Linked DNA regions of Zea mays: region 1 is linked to region 2. A link is a contact called in public Hi-C data. All regions are on one chromosome and are shown on one strand. The core of a region is the stretch at or near the end of the contact, and the rest is flanking DNA. Distances in the headings are between cores, read along the strand shown. Region 1 holds the start of LOC100217094 (SNARE domain containing protein). Region 2 holds the start of LOC100277652.

Evidence for each region. A called contact is a pair of places that touch in the nucleus more often than the background predicts.
Region 1: a Hi-C map of ear shows a contact between it and region 2, with 2.1 times the contacts expected there. The contact joins the promoter of LOC100217094 here to the promoter of LOC100277652 in region 2. A contact is called at or near these places in 2 of 25 Hi-C or Micro-C datasets (ear and leaf).

What each region holds. Positions count from the first base shown.
Region 1 is chr4:69,337,654-69,341,007 of Zm-B73-REFERENCE-NAM-5.0, forward strand. LOC100217094 (SNARE domain containing protein) reads left to right here and starts at 1,269. Exons shown (of 7, transcript NM_001143463.1): 1 at 1,269-1,374; 2 at 2,161-2,377. The coding sequence starts at 2,163.
Region 2 is chr4:69,005,859-69,009,753 of Zm-B73-REFERENCE-NAM-5.0, forward strand. LOC100277652 reads right to left here and starts at 2,441. Exons shown (of 9, transcript XM_008678804.3): 1 at 2,318-2,441; 2 at 2,165-2,240.

The DNA of each region.
Region 1 (3,354 bases), core at 19-2,518, 330 kb after region 2:
AATTAACATAACTCATCAATTCACAATCCAAACACATGTTCATTAGTTTTAACCCACAGTTATATTCGATCAATTTAACACATAGACATAGTTTATCAAGCATTAGTTTAACTCATGCACTATAGACACCACACATACACATAATATGTTCACCAATTATTACATAAATGATATGTATATAGTTTTGTTTTGTTTAAATATGCTATCTCGTTTTGCTCATGAACTGGCTCTGATTAGAGTCGAACCAAACCAAGTCGAGCTAACTGTGAGCCCGAACCACGAACACTTCGTCGAGTTTGCCATTGCCAACAATAACCCACGCTGGTTCATGTGTTGCCTGTAATCCACGCGAGTTCCCCTGATCAATTATTTTAGGAGAGGGAGAGTACATCCTCACAAGTCACCACCACTCTGACGCTGCGCACCTGGCCCAGCTACGCCGTCGCGGGCCGGCCTCTGCCGCCCTCCGGCACACCGGCACCACCGTCCCAGCCTCCCAGCGTCGTTCCTAGAGATAGCAATGGGTACCCGCGACCCGATACCCGATGGGTATTTACTCTATTAGGGTATGTATGTGGGCTAAATATTCTACCCGTGGGTCTGTTATTGGGCAAAAATCTTCACCCAATAGGTAAACGGGTATTAGAACGTTCCACCTTCACCCATACCCGTTAACCCGTGGGTATAAAATACCCAATATAAACTTAGCCTAAACATGAACTTAGACTTTAGTCATCCATCTTTTTTACTATTTAATAACCTTTTAGGTCATTATGTCATAGAAGGCTTAACGACAATTTAATGACCATGTAATGGAACATGTAATTCACCCAATGTGTGTTGAATGGATGGTTAAATGATGCTAAAAATTTTGTAATGATATTTAGATGGATATACATGATATTTGTATAATATAATATTTTGATAGATGTTTAATTTTTGTGGGTACGGGTGACCCGATGGGTGACACATACCCACGTGGGTATGGGTATGGGGGTAAATCCATACCCACCAGTGTATATGGGTGACCCGGTGGGGTTATTTTTTTGTCGTGGGTATGGGTATGGGGTAGTAATACCCGGTGGGTATTTACGTATTGCCATCTCTAGTCGTTCCAAGCTAAACGAGGTGGGCTCCGCCGTTCCCCTTTACCTGCGTCATGCACTCACGGCAACGCGTCCGTCTTTTATATTTCTCACAAACAATTGAACAAATTAAAAGAAAAGGTCTAATTACTCGCCTCTCTTGCTCGCCAACGCCAGTGGCCAGAGGCCCAGAGCTTCGTCAAAGACACGCCGAAAAGAGGGGGAGGCGACTCGGCCGAGGTCCGGTTCCGAACTCCGGTCCTCCGATTTGCGCGTCCGGATCTACCAGGTTTGCCGATTCCCGCTCTAATCTTTCCTCTACGTCCTGTTTGTTTTCCTCCCCGTCGGTGCCCGCTGGGTGAGGTCACATCACATGTGGCTGTTGGGATCTCGGCAGGGTCTTTCTGGGGAACGGCGGCTGGGGATTTTGGTGATTCTGTAGACGGATACGTGCGATTCAACAGTGGGGAGAAGGGATATCATGGGGGCATTTTGGATTCATGGCGAATTCTAGGATTTTGATTTGGTCTTTCTGCGTTCAGCACGAGGCTTCTACGAATTGAGTAACGTAGTGCAGTAGGATTAATAATTGCTGTGAAGAGAGTTATCTTGTTTCAGTTCTACAAGTCAGAAACGTGATTTGAGTCTGTCATGATTAAATATTGACCCGTGACCAACAAGCTGGGAACAAGGGACAGCATACTATAGTCATCCTCATGTTGGGGTTAGCTGCAGCAGAGGCCAACTTTTTTTATGGCAATGGTCACTGTAAGCTTGAGTAGTCTTGTTTCTCGTAAGTGCAACCTTTAAACTTTTTTATGAAACTTGTTGTGCTCAATAATGGCATTGATAGACAGAAATGCCTAGAGATTGTCTGTTGATAACTTGCTCACAAGAGCTCCCTGCCTTTTCAGCCCAGTTCTTGTGGTGCTTTACATTATATGAAAGGGCTCTACATGATACTAGTTTATTACAATGTAATTGTATGATAATGGGTTACAACATTGTTGTTTATGCTGTTATGCTTATCCAAGTTCTGCTCACATGACGTGTTCTGTCATTTTGAATTAACCAGCCATGGCATCATCTTCGGACCCGTGGATGAAGGAGTACAATGAAGCATCCAGACTTGCTGATGACATCAGTTCCATGATTGCTGATAGAGGGTCCCTTCCACAATCAGGCCCAGAAATTATGCGGCATACTTCAGCCATCCGGAGAAAAATAACTATTCTTGGGACTAGACTGGATAGCTTGGAGTCGTTGCTTGGCAGAATTCCTCCAAAGTCAATGTATGTCCTATTGCAACTACTTCTGTAATTCTGTGATAGTAATGATGTGGAGTGCTTGCAAAGACCCCATATTTGTTTTTGTCAAGTCTGATGCTTAGCAATGAAACAAATATCTGTTGAATCTTGGAGAACTTGTTTAAACTGATGATCTGTTCTGTCAATTTCATAATTGATGTGTCCTTATAATCAAAATGGAACAATATTGGATGTGGTTGTAAATGAAGGATTATGATGTTAAATATGGCTGGTACTAGATCTAGGGATGCAAAGTGGTACTCGAATGATTGAGCACTGAACTATGCTATGAATAAGTGAATCAATAAAGATAAACACCTTAGGTGATGAAATGAAATGTTATGAAGCTGGCTATGCCAGGCACTGTACTAAAAATTGAGTTACTTGGCTTATGTGCTGTGCACAAATTTACATTGTTCCAGAATAGATTGTCTGATGGTTTGTTTTCTTGTAGACTCTAGACCCCAGGAGGCCTAACCTATTGGTCATGGCCAAAGTTAGGATAATACTAAATTTATGTTATAAATATAGCATTTGGTTTGTAACCAACCCAAAATGAGACTTGGTTACAACCGTGCATGGCAAATTTTTCTTAAACAGTGATTGGCATGTGGGGTCCACATGCCAGTGGTTTTTTTTTAAGATTTCAAGATACATCAATCATGGATCTTTTTTAGATTAAATCACAAATACGTTCATGGTATAAATGGATCACATACTGGGCAGATAGTTTAGAAAATAAAAGGTCAAATAGGCAAATATTATTACAAAATGTGCGGCACTTCTTGGACCACTGCAGCTGATGCATCAGCATTGCAGCCCAGCCAAATTGAATGGGCAGGGCCAAAACTTGGATGCCTGCTGGGGAACTGATCCAAAAGGCCCTTAGGTTATTACATGAAAAGAGTGTAACTTGTTGGTTATACTAGTAAATGGTTTCCTACTGACAAATGAAAACATGA
Region 2 (3,895 bases), core at 1,191-3,690:
GACGCCACCCTTCGCTCGAGGCCTTCGCTGCAGTCGCTGGTCTGATGGAGATAGGACGGGCAGGGACACCCTTCGCTCTATTCGGCACCAGACGAAGGCCTGCGACGGCGTCATCCCACCGTGCGGCCTCGTCCAGCTCAGAGGCCCACGTGTGATTCGGCCCATTGTAACGGGCCCTGCGTGGTCGCCGCGTGTTACGGGCCTAATTTGTAAAGGCATCCCTGTAATTACAGTCTGTAACCCTACTTTATGAGAATATTCTGGGGATAACCTAGGTAGCTGAGGGCACATGCGTCCTTAACACAAGGCGCTGGGCGCTCAGATACCTATAAATACCCCCCGCACAGTGCCCGTGAGAGGCCAGATCAACAGAGCTATTGCCATCTAGCGCGTAACCCTGTTAACGTCACTGTTCACCCTTGTTGGCCCCCCTTGCGACCGAGAGCAAGTTCCAACAGAGAGAAATTAGAATTTAGGAAAGGAAGAGAAGTATAGATTTTCATTTTGGTAAGCATTTTTCATTTTAGTAAAAATATCTATACTAATCTCCTATTTATTATGTTATTATATAGGTTGGGCTTGAATTATTGCATGCTCATACTCGCGTCGTGGTCTAATGTACTATCACACTGTGGCAGCACTATCGAAATTTGGCTTTTTGCCGAGTGCCAAATATTTTGTCGAGTGTTTTTTTCGGACACTCGATAAAGAAGCTATTTGTCGAGTGCCAAACAAAAAACCTCGGTAAAATAAAACACTCGACGAAGAAGCTCTTTGCTAAGTGTTATATTTTTGACACTCGGCAAAGATGCTCTTTGCCGAGTGTTAAAAATAAAACACTCGTCAAAAAGCTTCTTTGTCGAGTGCTTTTTTTCAACATTAGGCAAATAAAATTTAAAAATCAAAATTTAAAGCAGTAAATTAATTCAAATGAAAAAGTTTTCAACTACAAATTTGTATAACTTATCATAAAGTACAATTTATATTTTGAACATTTTTTCTAATAAAAATAAATTTGTTTATAAAACATATATCTCTCTCGTAGTTTATGAAACTACGAGAGAGATATATAAGATTTGTGCATATTGTTAGAACCATCATATGAGATGAACAAATGACCAAACAACCTAAACTTTGTAGGTTTTGAGAAGTTATAAAATTTTGTAGTTGGCAAATTTTTCATTTGAAGTTATCTTGTCAACGGAAACTACGTCTGAATTTAAAAAATTTAAATTTTGAATTTTGAAAATGACCTCGAAATAAAAAACCACCAACATGAAAGTTGTAGGTATCGAAGAGTTATGAAACTTTGTACTTGATAATATTTTGTTTTGAAATCATCTTGTCATGCAAAAATATGTTTGAATTTTAAAATTTGAATTTTTCAAACTACCTCGGATGAAAAAACCATCAAAATAAAAGTTGTAGGCCTTGAAATGTTATGAAACTTTTTAATTGATAATTTTTTGATTTGAAATCATCTTATAATTGAAAAATTCGTGTGAAGTTTTTAAATTTGAAATTCAAATTTTGTAAACGGCCTCGGACGTAGAAACTATCAAAATAGAACTTGTAGATCTCGTAAAATTATACAACTTTATAGTTGGTCATATTTTCAAATGAATTCATTTATTGCTTTAAATAATCAAATTACTCTTGATTTGTTATATTACATGACGAATGAAATGTAATATAGACATAATTTATGTAGTAGTGTAGTGGTAGAGGGGTTATGCACGAGAGAGATGTTGCGAGTTCAAATCTCACAATTCACATAATAAAATATGTAAATTTGATTCAAAATAATAATGAAAAATGATATGACTATGGATAGTGGTTGGAGAGTTGTTCTCATAAATTTAAAAAATGTTTTGTTGTTTTTTGGGGTTTTTTATTTTTAATTTGTCGAGTTCTTTTCGACACTCGGCAAAGGTAAAAAAAAGTACTCGACAAAGAATCTTTACCGATAAAATGTTTGCTGAGTATTTTTTGTCTAGTGTAACGCTCGGTAAAGATTTTATCGAATGTAAAATGATATTTGCCAAGTGTTTTAGACACTCGACAAAGAACGTGATTCCGGTAGTGCAGCTAGGCAAGCAGGCATACAGAGAATGAGAGGCATGGTTAATTAAGGTACAAGCAGATGAAGCACACGAAAACTCACCGGCCGATCGAGGAGGAAACGAAGGGAAAACAGCCTACGACGAAATTGCTCTCCGTCCTTTGTTGCTCTGGAGCCTCTGCAAGGTCAAAACCGTGGTCAGCATGCATATATAAGAGTGAAGCTTTGATTTGGAGGAGGGGACCTATACAATACAATATGCACCGCGCGGTGGTGGAGGAGGAGCTCAGGAAGGTCTTTATGGAGATCGAACGGAATGAACTGCAGAGGAGGTGTAGCATAGCAGAGAAATGGAGATGACGATGCCTCCACGCCGCTCCATTTATATATAGAATAGAAAGGAATAATATATAATGCCCTTGATTTGGACTGGCCAGTGGCCCTGGCCCATCCCACGCGCACAGGCCGATCAAGCCATATCCCATGGTGCAGTGCAGCTTCACTTAGCTTGTATAAATCCACAAGTGTGAGTGCTTAAAAAAATACCAATGACGACTAATTAAGGTGTTTTCCTCTCAATGCAGATTTTGTCAAAAAAAAAAGAAGCAGAAACCTAATCCCTAAAGAAAAGCGGGCGTTCGTCCTAGCAAGTCCAATAGTACCAGCTTGGACGTGATGAGCAGCTGCACTGCAAGGCCTTGCCTTTGCTTGTCCGTCCATGCATGTTCAGTTCAGCTCTTGCCGCTGATAGATAGGTGTGCAGGGGCCAAGAGCCGACGACCTCGCAGTCGCAGGACTGGTTGGGTCTACTGTCCTTGTACCTAGTTAGGTCAGTTTGAGAATTTTGTTGTTGTTAGTAATGCAGTCTGTAGTGTATCCGATCCAGTTAGGCCAAGCCAGTGTCAGATTTTCCCCATGTACAGCACAGCGTACTTTCTTGCACTCAACTTCAGTTTAAGGCCCTGTTTCAATCTCACGGGATAAACTTTAGCTTCCTGCTAAACTTTAGCTATATGAATTGAAGTGCTAAAGTTTAGTTTCAATTATCACCATTAGCTCTCCTGTTTAGATTACAAATGGCTAAAAGTAGCTAAAAAAAAGCTGCTAAAGTTTATCTCGTGAGATTGGAACAGGGCCTAATACATACAATCCACCAGAGTGTTGACTATTGTGTAAGCTCGACGACTTGGGTTAAACCATGCATGAAAGGAACATTCGATCTATTTTGTTTTTACAGCAGCATCCTGAGAAATAAAACGCATGAAATCGTCGACAGAAAACAAAAATAATAGAAACTTGTCAAATACACCAACGATCGTTGTGAAGAAACTGTAGCATGTCACATATAAAAAAACAATAAAAGAAAAATTCACTCTCAGTCAACGCAAGAGAATGTTAACAACTCAGGTAATCGGAGATGGAATTCAGGAAGGTAGCAGGACTGGACGACGGGCTCTGGCTTTAATTGGGAGGAAGTAAAAATGTACTTCGCCTCACAATGCAAGGCGCTCTCGTCTGCATACCACACGCAAACGGATCGGATCCAGGCTCCGCTAGTTCACCCAATCCGGTCCAAATAACATCTTGTTGGACCGCCTTGATCTGGGCTTACTCACGTCTTGTTCGTTTGTGTCGGAATGGTGGGTCGGAACGATTCCGAGCCGAATTGCTTCTATAATTTATATAAACTTTGATTAGCCGGAATAATTCCGGGTGCAATCCGATGTAAACGAACAGGGCCTCAGTTTGCTCAGCCGGCCCACCTTCGGCCATCACGCTCGCCTCAATGCCTCATGCTGTCTTCCTTCCTTGTTTCCTTCTAGCCATGAATGG